Linked DNA regions of Mus musculus: all the other regions are linked to region 1. A link is a contact called in public promoter capture Hi-C data. All regions are on one chromosome and are shown on one strand. The core of a region is the stretch at or near the end of the contact, and the rest is flanking DNA. Distances in the headings are between cores, read along the strand shown. Region 1 holds the start of Stt3a (STT3, subunit of the oligosaccharyltransferase complex, homolog A (S. cerevisiae)). Region 2 holds the start of Npat (nuclear protein in the AT region). Region 3 holds the start of Zfp426 (zinc finger protein 426).

Region 1 (3,592 bases), core at 761-3,260:
TTTAGAGAGAGCCTGTCCCAAGATAAAATTATTTAAAAGGGCTGCCCATGTAATTCAACAACGGAGTATTTGCCTAGAAGGCAAAAAAGCCCTGGTTTCCATCTTTCAGTACTACAAAAAGAAATATATATTCCACCCACAATTCTGTTTCCTAGTTGCACAGCAACCAAGTACAACTAGCAAAAGTAAGACACAAGGATCAGAAAGAAACAGAAGTGGAGGAGAAAGGAAAGTAGAAAAGGACGTGAAAATAGAAAGAGGGAAAACCAAACAAAGGTACTTGTTAAAAGGGAAAAAGAAAATAATCACGGAAACATAAGTGGGCATGAGAGGAGAGCGTACAAGCCAGGTACACTAGCCCATGTCTAGATTCCCAACACTTGGTGATACTGAGGAAGAGGATCACTGTACTGTTGAGTTCAGCATGGACCCAGTTAAGTTCTGAGTCAGTTTGGGTTAATGTGAGACCCTGCCACAGAGAAAGTTAAGTGGGGCTGAAGGTGGGGAAAGAGGGGGAGGTAATTTGGGCAGGAAGGTAAGTGGGAAGGGAGGGAAAGTGGAAATGAACATTACTTACTGAAGTGAAAGGAGAAATCTAGAAATCATGACTGACTAGACATAATTTCCAGCTATAAATCTAAGCCTCAATTGATTGGCTACAAGCTTTTTTCTGTTCCAAATCCCAGTGTGCATGCTCTCTGGCCAACTAAAGAGCAGGTGGTCACTAATGCAAGTTCAATCCATGCACTCAAGAGAGAAATATACTCAGGCCACCCACTACATATTCATTTTCAAAGTTCAAACTGTAACTACTGCTCAGGTCTATTTCCCTGTAACTCATTTCATGACCCAGAGAGAACTTGGAGCACCAGATGAAAATCTAGAGCAAAATTACAATAATAATAATAATAATTTTGTTTCTTCTAGACCAGAATAAATTTTGGAATGGTGGTAAGGGAAGCAATCTGCAGACAGTTCAGAATGGTGATCAATTATAGACAATTGGTATGTTAAGGACTAAGAAACAAAGAGTGTGGCAACTGAGAAAACGTAGCACTGTTCAAAACTATGCTGGGAAAGGGGAAACTGCATTATCTTGTTCCCTTCTTTCCAGGGACCAGGGGGTTGCAAAAGGAAAACACTGGACAAAATGGAAAACACGAAGACTCACACTGCGAAGTCTAACATCTTTCCTTTAATTAACTATACCAAAAGAGCAGTTTGGGCTGGTGTGATTAATTATAATTCCAAAGGGAAGGCTTATCACGCACTAATTCTGGGAAGTGAACAACTCAGTCCCATCTCTTGGGTTTGTAGTTGTTCTCAGGAGATAAGTGACATGGAAACTAAACACCACTGAGCTAATATGATCCACACACCTGAAGAGTAAGCAAAGGCAGCGAGAGTGCTAAAACCTGGACTTTAAAGCTAAACACTGCGAGTTTTCATACCGTTCTTGGCAATCTCCACACACCGATAGGGTACAGAAAGGGAAAGGACGCTTTTCTTATCTGCTCATCATCTCTCTGCTTCTCAGCTGTGTCTGCAAGCCTTGACCCACCCGAGCTCTAAATTCTAGGGCTGCAGCCTCGGTGGTTTTCCCACATACGTTTCCACGTCATCTTGTGCACCCTCACTGACTTCGAACCCACTATCTCAGCACACTCCGCGTGGCCCTTCCAAGCTAGTCCCAGGATCCTGTGCCCCACGCCCTCATGGCCAGAGTGCATTGCTCTGCCAAGACCCTTCCTCAGATCGTCTGGTGCCCCAATGCCTGGACGTCCCCATCTCACACTCCACGCCCCCTCCTCCGCCCAGGCCGCAGGCAGGCTCTGCTCCCCACCTCTACAGGCTTGTGTCCAGCACCTCGTTCGGGCCGGCCAACAGCCCGCGCGGCACCTGCCGCTAATCCTCTAGCGCTACCCCAGAGTTTCTCACCTCACGGATGCTCCTCAGGAACCCACTCTGCTCCCCCTGCCATCCGTTCAGCGGCGCACTCAACCCTGACAGCAGCCAAGGCCCGCCTCCCTGCCCGCTCCGCATTGGCTAGCCTCCGTCGATGTATATTTCAGGGGACCGACAGGATAACGGTTCTGTCTGTCATTTCGAGGGCGTGGATCGAGTCTGGATTCCTCCTTTTGAATGGACAATGTGACTGTCATTCACCCTGTTGAGAGGCGTGACTATGAAGTCCCACCGAACTGTGATAGGCCGGCGCGGGAAAGCGAAACGCGCGGAAAGAGCGTGCTCTGAACAGTTTGGTTGAGAGCCGAGCAGTGACGTGTCGGTCTGCGGACCAGGAAGGAGCGGCGATAGGAAGGAGTGGACGCTGTACCCTGGTCACATGAGCAGAAGCGGAAATACGTAAAGAAAGCGGCAGTCGTACCACGTCCGGAAAAGTTGGGCTGCAGATCCGTTTGTTTTTTAAGGTAGAAATGGCCCGTTACCTATTAAACGGTTAAAGGAGAGAAGATATGTTGTGAAAACTCTCAGCCTCCATGGTTCACACGAACCCACCTTGTGTAAGATGTGTCAACTAATAAGCCCAAGAATTGTTTCTGTGTTTGCAGTAACCTCGATAAAGGGACCTTTGACAAATTTCACCGAAACGTTTCACTCAGGTCTGACTTTATGGAAGGGCCCGGGAGGCCTTTTTAGGGTGTCACCGCCCGAGTCGGGCTGAGCCGGCAATAGCCTGCAGAAATTATCTCAAGGCTCGGAGCGGCTAGCCCTGGGCAATCAGGAGCAGCTTAGCATCGCCGGGCCCCTGCGAGGGTGACCTTTCCTCCCGGGCCCTCCGAGGATGGTACTGAGAACGGGCACAGGAAGGGGTTTCAGCTGCCAAACTCCAGTCTTTTCCGATATATACATATAAACAGATGTACTAATTCGAACACTTCCATGCCTTACAAGCCTCAAACCAAAGGCTACGGTAAGATTAGACCATCCAGATACCATTCATATTTGGTGCCAGTGACGCTGGCTTCTCTTTTCCTCTCCCATGAAGGGAAGCACCAACTATTGAAATCAGTACTTATTACAATAATGCATTTCCTCAAAATGCTCATGACCAGTTTTTACACCAGGACCTAACTCAATACCTCTTCTCTTTTGTTTTTATAGTAAATGTTCCATGTAGTTTTATTTTAGCAAGAATAACGGCAAAGCACACACTTGTGATGCCAGTGCTCCCAGAGTCTGAGGCAGGAGGAGCTAATTCCAGGCATCTTAATCTGAAGGAGATAAGCATGAGGACTTTACATACATTCAAACTCCTGTGGCTTCAAAACCTAGCTTAATTTCTTACATAGATAAATTATTTCTCACAGTTCTAGAGTCTGGGAAACAAAAGATTACAGTGCCCGAAACTGACGAAGACTTTTACCACGGCATTATATGGTGGGAGGTCACCTCAGACGTTTTATTTTAAAAAAAAAAAAAAAAATGCTAAGGTCAGGACTAGGGACAATGCTAGGGCTTGGTGGGTAAAGACAGTTGCCCCCTTACAATCTACAATCTTGCATTTGATTACCCAGGATCCACCTAAAGGTTGTAGAAGAGAACTGACCCCACAAAGTTGTCCACACCTCCA
Region 2 (3,592 bases), core at 275-2,774, about 17 Mb after region 1:
TAACAGTTATCCAACCTGCAACATGTTGGTTAAACTGGCACCTGTTTTCTGGATGCTAGATGAGAAAATGATACCAGTATCTACTTTAAGGAGTTCGTTTCCGTTTCTGTTTCCCTCTCCCCCACCACACACCTACTTTCTCTTTCTCTCTCTTACTATCTCACTCTTTCTCTCTCTCTCTCTCTCTCTTTCTCTCTCTCTCTCTCTCTCTCTCACACACACACACACACACAGCAAATATTCAGTATAACTGTCATCCTGTTACTGTCTTCTCTTACGATCGCTTTATAAATCTATTTGATGACTGTTTTTTTCCTCCTCTTCTTGCTCTCATCCCTTCCTCTGGCTTCAATACACTGGAAACTTGCAAAATCTGTATCACTCAATAACAAGAGCTCGTTACACTTTGTGCCTTTCCATGCACTTCCTTCTGTCTGAAAGCTTCGCTACCATCTTGCAGAAGAATTTACACCCGGCAAGATCTAGCAGCAAAGTCGATTCTTTCAGGCTCAGTTTCCACAGAACCAGTCCTTCCTCGGCTAACACAGTTTTTCCTATCACATTGTCGCTTTGAAAAAGTAGCTGTCTACTTATCTGTGCCAGGTGGCGGGGGTGGGACCGGGGAAGGAGCGCAGGTTAAACATTTTCAAAGGCTCAGAGTGGCTGCCACTTACCTACTACAGACAACACAGGCAATACAACTGACAATGAGAATACGAGACTGTGATTTCCAAGGGCCAGTGCTCTTAACTACGAACATGTGCAAACCTGTAGCTTAAATATAAATAAACGCTCTGAGACTAAAGTATGAGATTTAAAAAATCTAGATCGACCAGAACCCTTAAGATGACAGATAGGAAAGAGGGACGTGCAGAAGGGAAGATTTAGGCTCACTCCATCTAGGGTCTGCAGAAAGAGGGAGAAGATGACGGCCGTTCTGCAGAGAAGGGGTAAGAGCCATTCGGAAGCTGAGGAAAGATGGGCTCAGAAGAGAATTTTCCCCTCACAGAAGTCCCCGAGCGTTCGTCCCTCGCTCCTACCGCTGCATTCTGCCTGCCAATGCAAACCCAGGTCGCTTCGCCTTTTCCCGCGTGCACGGATCTAGCAGCTGGTTCTGTACGCACGCCTTCCCGCTTCCGGCTCTATAAAGCAGCAAGTTGGTAAGGCACGGGTGCCCCAAAGGAAGAAGTCGGCATGCGCCGCCGCACGACTGCGCTTGCGCGTAGGCATCACGCGCTCTCCAACTCAAAACACTCGCTCCCCTCAAAACAGTCTCCCGGCCTGAGGAAACGCGCCTGCGCAGTGCGCACCAATGGCGATTGCCCTCGCTCCCGCAACTCCGCCCAGGGGCCGACGCTCCCACAGCCGGCCACCAGGTCCTCTCTGGCCACAACCCTCCGCAGACGGAAATGACGACGGTTCCGAGGAGAACGGAGGCGGGTTTCATTTCGGCGCCTTTCTGTCTCCCGCGGAAGCGATTGGTTAGTGTGGCACGAAAGAGGCGGGACAAATTGCCGCGGGTTCAGCACCTCCAGTGGAACCGGGAGATGCGGCGGCGCCGGGGCTGTCGCCGTGTTTGCTTTGAGTTGAGTCTCGTCCCTTCAGGCCGCTCCCTGTGCAGCTCGGATCATGCTGTTACCCTCGGATGTAGCCAGGCTGGTATTGGGTAAGCGGCGGCCTGGGAGGGCGGGTGATCGGACCCGGGCTGAGGGGACGGAAAGACCAGGGGCTGAGGGGGAGGGCTGCTCGGGGTGGGGAAGCTCTGAGGAGTGGTCTGCTCCCGTCCAAGTTCAGACTAGCGGAGAGGCTCGGTCCCTCGGCGCCTTGGGACAGTCGAAGCTCCTCGGTGTAGGGATGTCCCTTCTCCTCCTGCTGCGCGATGGGGGCAGCCGAAGGGAGAAAGAAGCTCGGCGGGGAACACCTGGGGCCTGGATTCCGAGGCACAGCCAGGCCCGCTGGGACACCTGAAGGAGTGTCGCCTGCGTGATGGACGAGGCTGCGTGTCCCCTACCCTTTCCCTTGTCAAGAGCCGGGACTGATAAAGGAAAAGGCGGGGGGACCCCCGCTTCCCCGGCCGCCCAGCCTTGTGGAAAGACTTTCCGACGCCCTTACCCATAACCCGACCTTAGCACTGGGAATTTGGGACACAGGGAGGGCCCCACACCCCTGGCCCACCATAGTGGCTTGAAACGCCAATTGCATATTTCAGAACGGCAGCGTGTCGTGTTCTTGAGCAAATATTTAGGAGGTACGACGACTGACTTCTGGTTGCACACGTTCTAGCCCTCGTTTTCCTCCATTTTCGAAAAGGGTTTGTTCATAGACCACTGGTTGGTCGGGAGATACTGTCTCTGGAAAAGACTGTTTTCGTTGTTTGTCCTGTGAAAGAATAAAAGGGATTGTTCTGTAGGGAACAAGAGCCTCTTAGGCTCAAAACTGGACAGTGACTTTGAAACGTTATTTGGGACATCTCTAAAAGAAAGTGGTCGAAGTATGAGGACTCATTCCATAGTTTCCACAGCCGTTACGAACATTTGCTTTGTGCCCAGCCCTGTCCAAAAAATAAAAATTGCACATTAGGCAGGACTTATTTAAGAGGCTCTGTACGATTCTACTGTCCATTTTTTGAGAAACTTAAATACAAAAACTAGTGTTTTGAATGTTTTCATCTTCATCAGACTTGGATAGTTAAATTTATACCTGTGATTTTTAAACTTAGCTTTCTTGTAATTTTAAAATTAGGCTCATACAAAATTGGTTAAAAGTAGACTCACATGATTTTTTTTCTCCCCACCTATACGTATTGTTTAGGTAAGAACTGCGACTTTTAGCAGTCTTGTGATCCATATAAAATTCCATGATCATAGCCTCAAAAGTGGCTTTTGGAGTTTGGTAGTATGAACATTGAAAAGTGGATAATTTTTATGAGGATTTTTCCATGTTTTCTTTCCTCAGATTTTATGGGATGCTTAATAGCAACCCTGATTTCATTAGATACAAGTAGGATGTCATTCCTTCATGTAAGAAAGGGGGTGGGGAGGGGCTTTATATACTGTCAGCATATCCCCTGAAGAGAAAGTCCTGCCTTGTTAAGAAAACCTTAAGGAAATGACAGGGCCTTTCTAATTGGAATAATTATGTTTCTGCCCCACTAACAAGGTAACTTATTCTCTTGATGCCTAGAAACTCAAGTTGTTGCTTTTCATCCTTAAAATCATCTTTGTTGTTCAGATTCTGCTTTCAGTGCCATGAATTCCAGCATGCCTCCCATTCTGTTTTGGAATTGTGATGCCTTTCCTCATACTCTACTTGCAATTCATGTATACTCGGGTTGCAAATATTGCTGAAGCATCTAAAAATTGAACCTCTTTTGAACTTGGAATACAAAAAAAGCCTCCCACTATTTTCAGTTCTGTGATTTAGTACTATCTTTACACACACACACACACACACACACACACACACACACACTTCTATCTACAGGTTTATTGCTTGCTCAGGGTCCTTCTGTGGTACCCCCTTACCATCTTTAGCCCCTCTTTCTTGATTGCATATGGTCTTTGTTGTTGGTTGTTCTGTTGTCTTGTTCCAA
Region 3 (3,592 bases), core at 299-2,798, about 16 Mb before region 1:
TTAACAGTCAAGTGTTGTATCTATTATTGTTTATTCGGAGATAGGGGTATAACTATGCAGACTGGACTGGCCTGAAACTATGTAACTATCCTGGCATAGAAATCATGTTCTGGGGCTGGAGAGATGGCTCAGTGGTTAAGAGCACTGGCTGCTTTTCCAGAGGTCCTGAGTTCATATCCCAGCAACCACATGGTGGCTCACAACCATCTACAATGAGATCTGATGCCCTCTTCTGGTGTGTCTGAAGACAGTGACAGTGTGGTCACATATATAAAATAAATAAATCTAAAAAAAGAAAGAAAGAAAAGAAAAGAAATCATGTTCCTATTGCTCCAACTCCTGAGATCACTGCTATGTGCTACCATGTTGCCCTTTATTTTCAGTTTACATCTTAGCAAACAAGTCACCATACAATATATCTTGCTGGGGAAAGAGTAGACACGGACTGCTGCAAGAGGTGACTGCAGCATAACAGATACTGGACCATCAAATATGCTAGTACGTCTAAGTTTTTTTTAAAAAGAGAAATGGGGGGGGGGGGATTGTTGGGGAGAGAACACTAATTTATCAATCTTCTTAATAGTTAATTCTATGATTTTTAATAATCTAGCTTTCCACATTTCTTCTGTGAGCTCCAAGCAGTTTAGTGATGAACAGATCTAAGAACGAAGAGAAAAGTATGTGTATCACGCACAAGGCCCTGAATGGACCACTAGCACAGAGAGATAAAGGGATGAGGAAACAAACACAGGCCTAGGAACTTTGGAGGTGGAAAAAAGCTCACTATTATTGTTTGTTAGGTTTTTGCTTGTTTGTTTTTTAATAAATACAGTATTTCACCACGTAGCACTGGTTGGCCTGGAACTCATTTTGTACACCAGACTAGCCAAGAACTCACAGAAATCCTTTTGCCACCTGTGTGCCGTGAGTAAAGGCTTGCCCGCTAGGTTTTTATGAATGGGCTGGAGGTCTACCAATGTTTATATTCTCTCAAGAAAGACGTACATTCGAAGTAACTAAGAAATTTGTCTCTGTATCTGAAACTAATGGTCAAAATAAAACACGCACTCACTAAATAAAGTACAATCTAACAATATGAATTAAGTTCTCACCCCGACATTCGTCTCTAATATTTTTTTAAAAGGGAATACGGCTTTTTCCAAAAGCGACCTTTCACTGAGTGCTCACCAGAGGCGCTGAAATCGCAAGGTGTATGGCGCTGATCACTCCAACTACTCCGGCAAAATTTCATTTCTGAGGAGAAAAATAAAAGAGCCTTTCGCACAGAATTTGCTTGGGCGGCTTTTGAAGAGCAGCATCGTAGCCGCAGCCATCGCCAGGCCCGCCCTCTGGGCACTTCCCCAGCCTGGCGACTGACAGCCAGAGAGGACTCAGGCTTGGCCGCGCCCGGAGGCGCCGTGGCAAGCGGAGCAGAGCTCTGCACTCTCGTTCTCTATCTCCCCCTCCGCCTCCAGGTAGTCCTTGTACCGCAGAACTCACGAATGCCAGGCAACTCCGCAACTCTTCAGTGCAGATAAGAGCCGGAAGAGACGGGCGCGGGCATGACGTCACTTCCGCTCGCGCTCGGTCTGCTGCAGAGCCAGGCCCGGGAGTCTACCTCGGTTGAATTCCTGTCAGATTTCTAGTTTCTCCGCAGTGTCAGGGCGGAGGGGCTGTAAGGGCTTCACCGCGGGAGCTGGAGGCCGACGCTGGTCTCCAGGACAAGACAGAATTAGAATCCAGGCTGTGAGCCGGGCAACGGTGGTGCCAGGACCAGTAAGTCCTTTAACCACAGGGTTTCTTGTGGGTACCCAGCGTCCGCTCAGGAAATTTTTTTGCCTGCCATCGCTGCATTCTTAGAACCCTTGCTTTCTAGTGCACCCTAGTCCAGTAGGAAACAGAAGGCAGTCTCGCTTCCGTAATCATCTAGACCTCTCAAGATGTTGAAATTGTATTTCGTAGGCTGCGACCATAAAGGGTGCTTCAACAGATTTACCCTACCTAAGCCCATTCCACCAGCCTCAGGAGCCCAATGGAAATAACTGGGTTTCTGACTGAGAATCCTGAAGTAGTTACTGGGTGGGTCTTGAACTCGTCTTAACCGCGTATCTGCATCTTTCCCAGCAACTGTTTTCCCAAGTCCCCGGTTCTATTGAATGCCCTAAGCAAACAGTAAGCTCAAATCCGGGTTTTTGTCATCTCAAGTCACAGGAAAAATGCCCAGTCACTCAGATTCGACACTCCTGGTTACTGATGGTCCCTAATAACATGAATGAAGAGCCAGTTTAACCACGCAACAGTTGAGAGGCTGAAAACTGTAATGTTACTAGGCTGAATTCTGCTGACATCTGTTGGTCAATGCGAGTCAAAGAGAAATGAAGCTATAATCACTTTCTGACGAAAGTAAAAGCATTTATGGCCCTGATCTATTACAGGATGCAAGATCAGTTTGTCAAGAGACCCATTTACCCTCTCTGCCATGAACTTGCTCAACCAGGGGCTTGCGTTGCTTCAGAAACAATATGCCAGTATGACTTCTCAGTGAAAAGGCAGACTTTCTTACTGCACACTTAGAGCTCAAGGAAAAGCTCTTTACTAAAGCACATGGCCAAATATGAGTTGACCTCAAATGTAATTATATATACCTTAGAGTTAGGCATTTTACACACACTCATCCTTAAAACCTCTAGGTCCCAGCCCCTGATTAGACTTTGAACAATTTAAGAGACAGGAGACTACAAGTCTAGCCACTTGGTCAGATGGGTTATTTACACAAAAATATTGCCAAGATTATTTAAGTACACCAGTGTTGTTCTTTTCAAATAGATCTGACCCAGGGTCATGTTGCCCAGCTGGCAAAAAAAAAAAAAAATTTTTTTTAAAGAAAGGAACTGGGGTGTGGGCTGGAGAGATGGTTCAGCGGTTAAGAGCACTAACTGCTTGTCTTAGTGTCAGGGTTTCTATTCCTGCACAAACATCATGACCAAGAAGCAAGTTGGGGAGGGAAGGGTTTCAGCTTACAATTCCACACTGGACTGGAACTCAAGCAGGTCAGGAAGCAGGAGCTGATGCAGAGGCCATGGAGGGATGTTTCTTACTGGCTTGCTTCCACTGGCTTGCTCAGCTTGCTTTCTTATAGAACCCAAGACTATCAGCCCAGAGATGGCACCACCCACAAGGGGCCTTTCCCCCTTGATCACTAATTGAGAAAATGCCTTACAAGTGGATCTCATGGAGGCATTTCCCCAACTGAAGCTCCTTTCTCTGTGATAACTCCAGCCTGTGTCAAGTTGACACAAAACTAGCCAGTACACTGCTCTTCCGAAGGTCTTGAGTTCAAATTCCAGCAACCACACGGTTGCTCACAACAATCCGTAATGAGATCTGACGCCCTCTTCTGGGGTGTCTGAAGACAGCTACAGTGTACTTACATATAATAAATAAATCTTAAACAAAAAAACTGAGAACATTATGGCACACCAGGACTCAACATCCATTGTGAAAGTGATCTGTGCCCTTGAGCTGCATGTTAGAGATATGTTCTTTGGGGACTGGACTAATGGTTGTTCAATCCTAGTGAACAGACATTTAC

What was found. Promoter capture Hi-C pulls out the DNA fragments that hold promoters and counts their contacts.
Region 2: a promoter capture Hi-C map of liver shows a contact between it and region 1, with 8 times the contacts expected there. The contact joins the promoter of Npat here to the promoter of Stt3a in region 1. A contact is called at or near these places in 3 of 39 promoter capture datasets (cranial neural crest, liver and pre-B cells).
Region 3: a promoter capture Hi-C map of cranial neural crest shows a contact between it and region 1. The contact joins the promoter of Zfp426 here to the promoter of Stt3a in region 1. A contact is called at or near these places in 2 of 39 promoter capture datasets (cranial neural crest and maxillary cranial neural crest).

Annotation. Positions count from the first base shown.
Region 1 is chr9:36,765,612-36,769,203 of GRCm38.p6, forward strand. Stt3a (STT3, subunit of the oligosaccharyltransferase complex, homolog A (S. cerevisiae)) reads right to left here and starts at 2,011. Exons shown (of 18, transcript NM_008408.5): 1 at 1,939-2,011. It overlaps Gm26787 (predicted gene, 26787), which reads left to right and starts at 2,276. Exons shown (of 4, transcript NR_166654.1): 1 at 2,276-2,429.
Region 2 is chr9:53,535,523-53,539,114 of GRCm38.p6, forward strand. Npat (nuclear protein in the AT region) reads left to right here and starts at 1,525. Exons shown (of 18, transcript NM_001081152.1): 1 at 1,525-1,666. The coding sequence starts at 1,630. Atm (ataxia telangiectasia mutated) reads right to left here and starts at 1,149. Exons shown (of 63, transcript NM_007499.3): 1 at 1,041-1,149.
Region 3 is chr9:20,491,198-20,494,789 of GRCm38.p6, forward strand. Zfp426 (zinc finger protein 426) reads right to left here and starts at 1,549. Exons shown (of 9, transcript NM_001110309.1): 1 at 1,501-1,549; 2 at 1,189-1,254.